Linked DNA regions of Mus musculus: region 1 is linked to region 2. Evidence: chromatin contacts called from public HiChIP or PLAC-seq data. All regions are on one chromosome and are shown on one strand. Each heading gives the region's core, a stretch centred on a gene start, on an enhancer-like site or on the middle of the called end of the contact. The rest is flanking DNA. Distances are from core to core; before and after follow the strand shown.

Region 1 (5,931 bases), core at 127-2,626, 110 kb before region 2:
AACACACGGAGGGCTGAAACCCAATGGGGAGCAGGAGCTGGGAAGCCACAGCTGTGGCTCATCGTCATTTACTGTGATGTCCACATTACCTGGTAAAAAGAATTTCGTGGTTGCCATCCAGCCCTTCACCACTGCGGTTGGAAAGCAGGATCAGCATCCTTACTGTTCCCATTGAAGTGTATTAGGGCCACGTATCTGGGGCACATTACCGACCCAAATGAGGTGCTACTCTCTGCTGCGGACCAAGAGGCAGGATGCTCCATGCCTCTGGTGGACGGTGCCCAAGTATGGGAACAGGAGCTGAACACAGCTGTTCCCTCCTCTAAGACAGTCAAGCAGCTAAAAGTTATGTTTGTAGGAAGGTAGGAGAACAAAGATGGCCAGGCGTCTGGGATGCAGGTGAGGTAGACTCAGAGTGGAAAGATGGCGGAGCTGGAGGCAGCAGGTGGCAGGCTCAGCTTCCCGCGCTCGACAGGGAGCGGAAGGCAGTGAAAACCAAAACCGCGATTTGAACATCCGGGCGAGGCAGTGCCCCAAGATAAATCTCCTGTGGAGGGAAGTATTTAATTTGCTTCCAGCTCTGTCGGAAGAAACTCCTCTCTGAGACCCGGCTGTCTTCCGTATGGAAGCTCTCTTACCTACCTGACTGTTCTCTGTCCCACGCCCGTGGGCTGGGCCAGGAGTTCCATTGGAATTAAAGTGTTCTTTTTGGTATAGGTGGGGATAAAGGAGGGAAAGAATCTGGGTCCAGAGCTAGGACTTTGCTCTCCACCTTGCCAGCACAGGCGTCCTTTATGATTGCCACCCTAGACAAGCCTGCACTTACCACTGGGCCTCAGTGTCTTTGTTTAGAAAATGGGGGTTTGGACTACGATCTCCTCGCATGGGAAGCGACACCTAAGTTGATCGCCTCCCGCAAAATGAGTCCTGAGCAGCATCCCGCTAGCAGTTCTCGCTTAGGCGGGCTGGGGGCCCCGTAGGCGAGGAGGTGGGCGGGACCGGAGGGTCGCCCCGCCCCCTGACGGCCCCTCCGCGCTGGGCGCTGGGATGAGGCAATCACGTGACCTCACATCCGGCGCGGGAGTCCTGAGCTCGCGGGGCGCTCCCCGTGTGCCCGCCGGCCCTCCCCGCAGCGTGACCGGGCGCCGTGGCCGCGGGGAGGGGGTCCGCTTCGTCGCCGACGGCGGGAGACCGCTTCGCAGCACAGACCGTCCTCCTCCCCTGCCGGTCTTCCGCGCCGCGCTCCCTTGTTCTCGCCCTGCCCGGCTGCACGCCGCCGCCGCCGCCGCCCCGGGCGCCGACAGCGGAGCGCGGACGCCCCTGAGCCCGGTGCGGCCCGGGCCCCGCCGCGGCGCCTCTGTTCCCACAGCCGGAGCCGCGACGCGTGGCGGCGGACCCTCGAGCCCGAGCGACCCGCGGCCGCCGGCGCCGGCCGTGGGTGATGGGGCTGGGCTGAGGAGAGGCGGCGGCGGTGGCGAAAGCGGCCCCCCGGCCCCCTGCGGCCTTTTGGCTGCCCGGGCCGGGAGGCCGCGGAGAAGGCGGCACGGCGGCGCGGCTGGTGAGTGACTGGGCGAGCGGGGTGTGGGGCGGGAGGCGAAGGTGATGGGGAGGTTGGAGGAGGCGAACGGCGTCGCCCGGGTGGCGGGTACCAGGTGGGTCTGTGGCTGCTTCCTCGACTCGAATCGGACATCACCTCTCTGGGAAGGGGTATGTGTGTGACAGGGAGAGGGGTGCGGAGACCCGGCACTGTCTGGGAGCACGTGTACGTGTGGAGGTCTGGAGTGCACCCTCTGCGTGCCGGCCGGCCCCGCTAGGCCAGCCGCTCTAGAAAGTCCAGAAGGTGATGTGCCCGGAGCAAGAATGTGGGAAGGGCCCCAGATGGGTCCGTGCCGGTGCTGACTGTCCGAAGCCTAGTTCGGCCCCAGCCACCGACGAGTAAATCACCCTACTATCAGCACACTCTACACCGATAACCGAAGTCCAGAAAGGAAAGCGGACTTGAGGTGTCAACACTCCAGATTAAAGGGAGAGACGCAGGGCCGTGAGGACTAGAAAAGCCCAGACCCTTTTTTCGCTACGTACTCTCTGGCCTCGCCTTCACACAGACTGTGGGCCTGATTGATCGCTTTTCTGGTGGGGTGTGGAGTTGGGAGTGGAGGAAGGAGTAGCATTTGTCGACTGACAGTAACTGTTTGGGGCTTCCCAGTTTGGAAGGCTTTTGTGACAGGTGTTCATTGTTTATTTCCCCCTTAGGTCTGACAGAAGCACCCTAGGATCTTGGTGTCTGGATACATAAGAGGTATGAATCACTTACATAATTAGCTCCCAGTCATTAATGTTTTAGAGCTATATTTAGTGGCTTGTATTAGTGCAAAATGAATGGTTCTGGAGTCATAAACCCAGAAATTTATGTGATTCTGAACTGAATGGAACACGTTTGAGTATGTTAATGGTGATTTTTTTTTTTTTTGATCTGTGAAGCAGGACTGCAGGATTGTTTAAATCCAAGACATGTGGGGCCTTTTCGTGACGAATACAATTATAGAGGGTTTGAGGCTAATGTGAAAGTTTATTTGTTTTTACTTACATGTGTGCTTGAGTATGTATGTGAAAGGCGTGGATGCCCTCGGAGGCCAGGCCCTTTGAAACAGGTGGTTGTGAGCTGACTGCAGTGGTTAGGTCCTAAGAGCAGCACGCACTTTTTACTGCTGAGCCATCTTTCTAGCTCCAGTGCGATTTTATTCTGGAAGGGCCAGCACGTCATTAAACGGGCTCCACCTTTGATTAGAACCAAACCTTTTTTGCTAAAACTGGCATCAGTTTTGTTTTCCTGGAATATATGTGTAGCATTCTTTTTGAGGACTGTTGCTTTGCTGAATAGGCTGTAGTTGCTAAGATAGATTGTGTGGACATCCCATCAGGGTTTGTCCAACAACTTCAAAAGTACATCAGTTTCTGGAAGTTCTTTTTGAGATGGTAAACCCATTAATGACAGTTGTAGAAGAGGAAAAAAGATGATACTGCCTCAGCCTTCTGAGTAGTTGTGTTACAGGCAGCAGCACTAAGTTTAGCAGGGAGGATACTGTTTACTCCGTTTCCTGGTGTTTCCTGGTGTCTGCTCTCCCCACTCCCCAGTCGTTTGTCACTAGTTTAGGTAGAGGATGGAGTAGTTGAGATTTTTAAACGTTGTTAGAACAGCAGTGCTTGTTTTGGTTATGGGATTAGGCAGGAAAAGTGATAATTTATATGTTTCATTTAAGTACGGTTGTAATCAGATGAAAATATTACGTGGCAGTGTAGTTTTGAAAACAAAGTTGATAAGCTTCAAGCTGATGGAGCGCTATGATTGATTTCTTAGCCCAGGCCAACCAGTAACAGAAATTGAAATTTTAATTTAGAATTAGTTTGAGAATTTAATTTAGAATTAGAATTAGTTATATAAATTCCTATATTGGCATTAAAGTAGTTTCATAGATAGTAGAAAGAAAATCTCATGTCCTATGAAGTGCTTGGTTCTGTTATCAGATATTAGCACTAACATAGTTCAACATGTTTAGTTTGCCCCTAATAACCATGTAATACCAGTTTCCCAAATGATTCTTTCTTTTTTTAAAAAAAATAATTTATTTTTATGTTATGCATTAGTGTTTTGCCTGAATGTCTGTCTGTGTGAGGGATCAGATCCCCTGGAACTGTAGTTGTGAGCTGCCACGTGGGTGCTGGGAATTCGACCCAGGTCCTATGGAAGAGCAGCAGCCAGTGCTCTGCCGAGTCATCTCTCCAGCCCCAAATGTTTATTTTTCAAATATCGATTCTTCTGTGAATAAGTGTTGGGGCTTGGGGATGTAGCTCAGTTGGTAAAGTGCTTGCTACTATGCCTGAGGCCCTGGGTGCAATCCTGGATGTGGTGCCAAATGCTTGTAATTTATTTGTGCAGGGGAATCAGAAGTTAAAGGCATCCTCAGCTACAGACTTAGTTTAGGGATGACCTGGGCTACATGAGACTCTGTCTCAAAGAAAAAGAAAAAAGAAAGAATGTGTGTTGACAGTTAACAGAAAATTGTAATAGAAAGAGTTCATGGGATTTGGGAGTCTGACCTGACTGATTACTGATTTAACTTTGTCAGTGGCAATAGTTATTGAGATATTGTACTATGTACTAGGCCCTAAAGTAAATACTTGGTAGTTATTGAACTTTCTTTTCTAGATGAGGAAACAGGTTTTGCAATAAGTTCCTAGTTACATACTTACACAAACCAAGAAATAAGAACTTCTGTGTTGTAGACAGTAATATTAAACTTAGATTGTGGTTGTCTTCGAAGTCTTTAAACTGTAAGTTGCTTCTTAACTGTTCTTCTTTTTCCCTTTCCTGTTTCATTTCAATTTACAAAGAACAATATTTCTAAGAGGCTTGAGGGCCCCTGAGTGCATGTGAAGAGGGGAGGACTCAGCTAGTTCTTCCTGAGTTCCTTTCTTACCCTATGCATTGTGTTTGGAGGATAAAATAGAATTTCAAGAGATTTTGATGATGATGGTCTTATAGGAAATGGATTCTGTGTTTTGTGATGCATGCCTTTGCATGCAGGGCTTCACAGAAGTGTAGGCAGACACTATTCAGAGCCACGTGCCAGCCCCTTCTGTGTTATTTTTTTGTTTTGTTTTATACAGGCAGGGTTTCTCTGTGTAGCCCTGGCTGTCCTGGAACTCACTTTGTAGACCAGGCTGGCCTCGAACTCAGAAATCCGCCTGCCTCTGCCTCCGGAGTGCTGGGATTAAAGGTGTGCACCACCACACCCGGCTTCCCTTCTGTGTTTTTAAGTGCAATTTTTGGTAGAGTCTCAATGCACTCGTCCTGGTTGGCTGGCCTTAGATTAAAAATTTCCTGTCCAAGATTCCCAAGTAGCTGGGATTATAAACCTGTGACTTCAGGCCAGTAAAACGGGTTATTTGGCAGTATACTTGGTGGTCTACGTGGCCTACACTAACTGTAAGTACTAAATATTAGACCTTGTATGTGACTAGAGCATACATTGAGCAGGAGTTAGTAGCTTAACATTTATTGACAAGAACACTCTTAAAATGGAGGTATGCTAAAAGTGGTTAATCTAGTGTCTGTTAAATTAATCTGCTAAATTGGTAGACTTGATATGCTCTAAAATCCTAGTGCTGAGACAAATTCTGAACGCTGAACGCAATAGTCTCCCTCTACACAGCTCCCACCCATGTAGTTTGACCTTCTGTGGTTTCAGTTAGTGATCATTCAGCTGGGGTTTGAAAATATTAAATGGAAAATTCCAGAAATAATCTAGACCAGTGGTTCTCAACCTTTGGGTTTCAACCCCTTTGGCAAACCTTTATCTCCAAAATATTTATATTACGATTCATATCAGTAGCTATGTGTTTTGAGTAGTGATAAAAATTTTGTACTGTCCCATTGTTCTGGTCTAGACCCTAGACAACTTTTGGTCTAGCACACTCATTGCCTGTGCCTACTAGTTGGTTATTAGTTATTGTAAGTATCTTTACTTATATAGCTAGCAGTTCTGTTGTCCAAAGAAAAACTAGAAATTACTTCCTTTATTTAGTTAAAGGTAAGATATTTGAAGAGAAAATATAAAAGGAGTGATCACATCCACATAGCTTCTAGTATAGTATAATGTTAAGTTGCTTCACTATTGTTGATAATCTCACTGTGCTTAATTTATAAATGAAGCTTCCTCATAGTCGTGTATGTATAGGAGAACAGTATATATGAAGTCTGGTACTACCTCAGTTTCATGAGGGTTCTAGGAGTTCTGTCCAGTTGGTTTAAGGGGACTGTTGTATACCATAGCTGATCTGGTTAAATCTTGATCTAAGAGTTGGGTTACAGGATTTAGCCTTTGACTTTTTTGTAACTTTCTGTTCATTGACGTAAACTGGCCTATATAT
Region 2 (5,968 bases), core at 2,577-5,076:
CTCTGTGAGATTCATTGCTTTGGGGCCCAAACGAAACTCCTGAGAATAGCAAGGATCGTGAGAAGAGTTAAGAACCATAAATTTGAAAAAAAAAAAAAGCCATAAATTACCCCTGGGATCAGAGGCCCCATAGCCTTTGCTGCCTCAGAGGTGAAGGGACAGCGGCAGGGAGGGAGATGAAGGGACCCGGAAGGAGAGAGCTGGAGCAGCACTGAAGGCCATTTAAGGAGGAAACTGGGGCTTTTTTCCATCCTCTGGCTTTTGGGGGACCATGACTGACAATCACTAAGATTCTTTCCCGTAGGCTGAAGGGTAGCTGAGGAATAGTGCTGCTGTCTAACACATTGATTACACACAGAGAAGTGACAGCTGCCTTGCAACAATGCTAACGTTTATAGGAAAGCTGAAACAAACGGCAAGAAAAGAAAGATGGCACACAGAGTAAGCTGTGAGAGGGGTTATCACCGTGCTCCCTGGCAGGGGTGCTCCTCTGGCAGTTAGGGCCTCAGATTATTCTTACTCCCAGTGTGGGGTCTCCTGGGAAAATGTCAATTCCTTTGGTCCACACACACACAGGTCCAAGCCCTTCCTTTTCCTGCCCAGGCCTCTGTCCTGGGAAATTCAGACGTGCATTCTGAACACTCTTGAAATGCAGTGTTTGGTACATTCACTGCCATTCTGTAGGAGCGAGACAGCGGAGTTACACACCTTGCCTTTGATAGAACAAGGCCAGTTGTTCTGTTGTCCACAGCCTTGCCACCCTTGGGCGTTCTCCGTCATCTTCACGTTGCCACTGGACTGGGGCATTCATGGGATGATAACACCTCGTGGCATGGCACTGTGAGGAATTTCCTTCATGGAGAAGAAGCTGGATGCCAGAGCCCCAGTTGTCTCTTCCCTTCTTTCCTCTCATTGTTCTCTCTCTCTCTCTCTCTCTCTCTCTCTCTCTCTCTCTCTCTCTCTCTCTCTCTCTTTCTCTCTCTCTCTCTCTCCCCTACCTATCATTTATCTATCTGTCTGCCTCTCTCTCTCTCTCTCTTTGTGCAGGTTGCAGGCCTGCGCAGCTAGCTTTCCTACCCACTGAGCCATCTCACCAGCCCCCCCTGTGACCTTCTTAACCAAAGTAGAACCACATGGGCTGGGGGGAGGGGCCAGACTGCCCTCCAGCTCTTCAGCAAACCTGATCCTTCTGGTTCTCCCTACAGGGTAGATAGAAAGTGGGCCCTGAGGCTACAGCGCCTTAGGGTGGTGACTCAGGCTTTTGCTTTCAGCAGTAATAGGTCTCCCTGTGGGGGCTGACTGGGCATGGTGGTGCATTCTCATCCTTGAAAAAGCGCTAGTGTAATAGGATCTATAGGACACCCAGGGTGGTCCCCGTGCAGGTCCTGGTTACATAGTATCATGAGACCCAGGAACTTGGCCCCCTCTCCCCAGCCCACCACCCTCCAGATAGCTCCGATCGATTGTGCATCTTCTGATGTGTCTGGTGGTCCCCTGCTGCCTGCCAGGTCACAGGCTCTCAGGGAGGCGTCTCAGGCTTCCTCAGCTCCTTTACAATGCTGGGATTCAGACACACATTCAGCCGAGTGCCCTTCCTTGCTCTGCCTTCATGGTTTTCCTGATTCACCATGCCTGCAAATGCTTCTCCCCTTACGCCCAAGGACTGTTGTGTTCTTTATAACACCCCCCAATCTGTTCACAGTCCCCTGTCCCCCAGCACAGCCTGTCAAAATAGAGGAGTTTTTACTCACTGCAATCATGACTGTCTGGGCTCTTAGTCTCAAAGAACCCACAGATTTGGATTCTGGCTCTGCCCCTTTGTGTGTGGCCTTGGGGAATCAGCACTGGCTTGGGCCTTGCATTGGAGATAATTTCTTCATTTGCAGTATGGAGAACTACTGATAGACCAATAGCTCGCTTCCACCCTTCCCAACAGAAGGGGACATTTGGCAATGTCTAGGGATACTTTTGGCTTTCACCGCTTGTGTCTATGATGCCGTCTTATCCTGCAAAACACTGGGAAACTCCACAGAAGGTGTCACCTAGCTCTGACCATCGCTGTGACATGATGGAAAGGTAAGATGTAGAGAAAGCAATACGGAACTGTGGTACAGGTCCTTCAGGACACCCATCTTACAGCTGTGCTCTGTGAATGGCCATCCTTAAATGTTCCCAGTGTTGACTTCCCAGCACAGTAACGACAGCCTAGCGCAGTAACTGTGTGTAGGAAATGAAGGAAGAATACAGGACAAGGGAAATAGTCTTATTTTTGGAGGTCCATGGGTGGGAAGTTGATGGCCCTGGGTTCAAAATGTAGAGGCTGAGAACGAGGGCTTGTCTACCTTTCACCTCTGTACCACAACCTGAGCATGCCTGATTCCTACCTTCCCACGGTCCCTACCCCAGTAGGAAACCAGGAGACCACGCCGCCGGCAGTGGTGGCACACGCCTTTAATCCCAGCACTTGGAAGGCAGAGGTAGGTGGATTTCTGAGTTTGAAGCCAGCCTGGTCAGGACAGCCAGGGCTACACAGAGAAACCCTGTCTCAAAAAAACAAAAACAAAAACAAAAACAAAAAACAAACAAACAAAAGATGCGGAGGCTCCAAAGGTTGACAGCAAGAAGGAAGATGCTCTTCTGTGGAATCGTAGTGGGATAGGATGCTAAGGTGGGGGAGCTGGGACTGGGGTGTGGCGGCAGCGCTCTCCTCGGTTAATAGCCAGAGCACTTTTGTTTCTGGCTGTGATTCATGGTGACACCGGCAAGGCATGATTCAGGCAGCAGGGCTTGACCACGGTAAGCCACCAAGTGACTGTCTCAGTAATAACACTGCACTTTTATGTCTCTCCTTTCATCGCAGATCTCAAAGCGCCCTGCAAACATTAATTAAGGCTCTCGCATTCCAGGAGCTGCCCGGTGGGTGCAGGCATTGTTCTGGCCACTAGGCGGAGAAGGTAAACGGAGCCAAGGCAGCTACAACCTTTAAATGCTTTGTTAAGCAGAGGTCTGACGGCCCCCTCCCCAGCCGTGACTCCTCTACCCTCTTCCTCCGGCTCTCTCTGGGACACTTTGAATAGAACCAGCATGGTCTCCTGGTTTCCTACTGGGGTAGGGACCGTGGGAAGGTAGGGAATCAGGGCATGCTGTGGTACAGAGGTGAAAGGCAGACAAGCCCTCGTTCTCAGTCACCACCTTCACAGCCCAGGAACATATCCTGCACGCACCCAGGAGCAGCAGCATAGGTACAGAAGATAACCTCGGAGGGACATGAAATGCTACTTTTAAAAGAGATATGGTGGAGGGAACTATATTTTTCCTAAGAACTTAAATGCCTTTTCCAAAATATTAGCAGTGGCTGAATTGGATGACACATTCGAGTGTGCCTTATAATGTTCTTGCATATTTTCTCTAAAATTGGAGTTATTTCTATATACAAATTTTAGAATTCGGGGCTGGGGGAGAAAAGGAAGGGGGATGGAGAAGGAAGCAGAGAGTGGACTAAAAGGTCACAGAAAGCCCGACTTCAATCACAACCTGAACTGGTGCCTAAGGCAAGAGCTGGGTCCCAGTTACTCAGTCCTACTGCGGTGGCAGAAAACCCCTTTCCAGTGTCACACTGGACACAGCGAGTCCGAAGGAGATGGGGAAGGAGAGGCAAAGAAGAAACTTATTTTCAAGTGCAGTCGATGAACGCCCCTTCAACTTGAACACAATTCCCTGATGATGCTCCCAGAGGTTGCCCCGCCCCGCAGGCCGACACTGCCCCGTGCGGTGACTCACGAGGGGCTGTTTAAATGACAGGGAGGACCCAGAAGGCCCTCACTCATGCTGCAGTCTTGAGCCGGTCCGGTCCTCCGCCTCCTCTCCTCGCCGCCTCCTTCTTATTGACCCGGCAGCCTCGTGGAGCTGCTGGTAAGTGGGTGCCCGCCCACCCCCCATCCCGGCCGCGCCCCACATCCCGGTTGACGATAGGATCCCGAGACTCTACAAGGAGCAGGGCTGGCGCGTGCCTGGGATGCTCTGAGGACCTGGACTGGTCCAGCCCGCGCAGGAGCTGGGTGAGCCGGTCCTAGTGTCTAGCTGTGAATCTTGATGCCCTGTTTCGCTTTCCTTGACTTTATGGTCTGTGAAGTGAGCCTGGAGTGCAGCGGGGAGAGCTTTTGACCTGCAGGAAATTGGTTGAAAGTTAACTGAAGCACCCGGTTTACCTACTCCGGGAGACCAGATCCACAAGGGCAGGAGTTTCTCTAAGGTTCTGGCTGTTGGAACCTGTATCATTTCCATTGAGCCTACAGAGGTAGCCACTTAAAGGGGACTCTGCATATAGATCTGTCCAGGATGGTGAACTCACAAGGTTTCTGCCTGGGAGAAATCGGCCCTCTACTTGTGGTAGATTTACAGTGTTACATTTATACTGCTGGACTCAGGCGGATATGCAGTCTCTAGTCAGGAGTGCCAATTTGGAACCCAGTTGAAGTTTTAAGTGTCCAGGTTCTAACTCTGTGTGTAGCTTAGATGATCCCATTCTGATCATCTAGATGTGTCACAGGGTCCAGGGCTGATGCCTTTGGGAGGGAGATGCTGGAGGTAGGTTTGTGATAAGAATCAGGTGTCTCGCTGGTCGTGGTGGCGCACGCCTTTAATCCCAGCATTTAGGAGGCAGAGGCAGGCAGATTTCTGAGTTCAAGGCCAGCCTGGTCTACAAAGTGAGTTCCAGGACAGCCAGGGCTATACAGAGAAACCCTGTCTCGAAAAACCAAGAAAAAAAATCAGGTGTCGGTATGTATGTATGTATGTATGTATGTATGTATGTATGTATGTATGTTTATTTGTATGTATTTTGGTGCTGAGGATCAAACTCAGGATCTCAAGCATGCTAAACAAGCAGTCTACTACTTAGCTATAACCACAGCTGACTAGGTGAGTTTGTTTTGTTTGGTTTTAAGACAGGGTCCCACTATGTAGACCAGGCTGGCCCCAAACTCACAGAGATCCTCTTACCCTACTTCCCAAGTGCTAGGATTAAAGGCATATACTACCACGCACAAACTGGGTGGGTTTTAATCTCACCCCTTATCTGTGTCTCTGCCCAAAATGAAGAGGAGTGAGCTGTGGAAAAGGAGAGCCTTCGGGACCCTCCAACCTGAGCGGCTCTACCTTTAGGGCCAAATGCACTACCCTAGGGCAGACCGTGACTGCTGAGATAACACAAGAACTCAAGGTGCTGAGCATTGCCTGCCAGGGATTTCTAGCTGGCACTACCCATTGCAGGCAGCTCTCGGATGTGTGGGTGTCCCTGCTCTGTGACTTGGAAATTCCTTAAGCAGGTCTCTTTTTCTGCATCGCCTGAACATCTGGAGTAGATTCAGGACCAGACAGTTCAATTTGCCTGTGGTCATGAGTCAGCTGCTGGGCTCAGCAACAACTGTGACAGGGAAGGCATGTTGAGAGGGTCGTGGCCAGGAAGAGCTCTGAGAAGACCCCACAGCAAGTATAGGAAGGTTCCTCCCGGGGCTTGGGGACACTACCCAGATTAGCTCTGTCAATGGAGGATGTGAAGCCTGAAGTGGAAGTAGATCCAGATGTGCAGAGATGAGAGAGAGAGATGGGAGACGCACTGCCCAGGGCTTGTCCTGCCAGCGAACACGCCAAGGCTGTGATTACAGATGACAATTTGCCTCCCTGCCTCCAGACTTCAGAAGAACCCCTGAAGCTGCAGGTTCCAGTGCCTGCCTCGGCTGTGGAGCACGGGGCTAAACAGAGACCATACCATTTCCCTCTCAGACCTAAGGTGCTCCACTGAGAAGTGGTCTCTGTAGACTGAGTTTCAAAAGAGACTCTGGCTTCTTATGAAAGTCCCCACTTCAGACACAACTCCTGCTGTTGTGCTGGGCAGTTACAACTCTTATAGCTCTTGGAAGCAAATTACAGCCCTGCTCTGGCCTCTGCAGGAAGCCGGGCTAGGCTT

Evidence for each region. HiChIP or PLAC-seq counts read pairs in DNA pulled down with a chosen protein or histone mark.
Region 1: an H3K4me3 HiChIP or PLAC-seq map of embryonic stem cells shows a contact between it and region 2, with 21 read pairs. The contact joins the promoter of Atp13a3 here to the promoter of Lrrc15 in region 2. A contact is called at or near these places in 1 of 39 promoter capture datasets (embryonic stem cells), 2 of 484 Hi-C or Micro-C datasets (the N1E-115 cell line and embryonic stem cells), 3 of 115 datasets of contacts at active chromatin or transcription factors (embryonic stem cells and pancreatic cancer cells) and 2 of 9 other capture datasets (adipose tissue and pancreatic islet).

The regions. Positions count from the first base shown.
Region 1 is chr16:30,383,975-30,389,905 of GRCm38.p6, reverse strand. Atp13a3 (ATPase type 13A3) reads left to right here and starts at 1,376. Exons shown (of 34, transcript NM_001128096.1): 1 at 1,376-1,558; 2 at 2,254-2,299.
Region 2 is chr16:30,281,112-30,287,079 of GRCm38.p6, reverse strand. It overlaps Lrrc15 (leucine rich repeat containing 15), which reads left to right and starts at 3,826. Exons shown (of 2, transcript NM_028973.2): 1 at 3,826-3,912.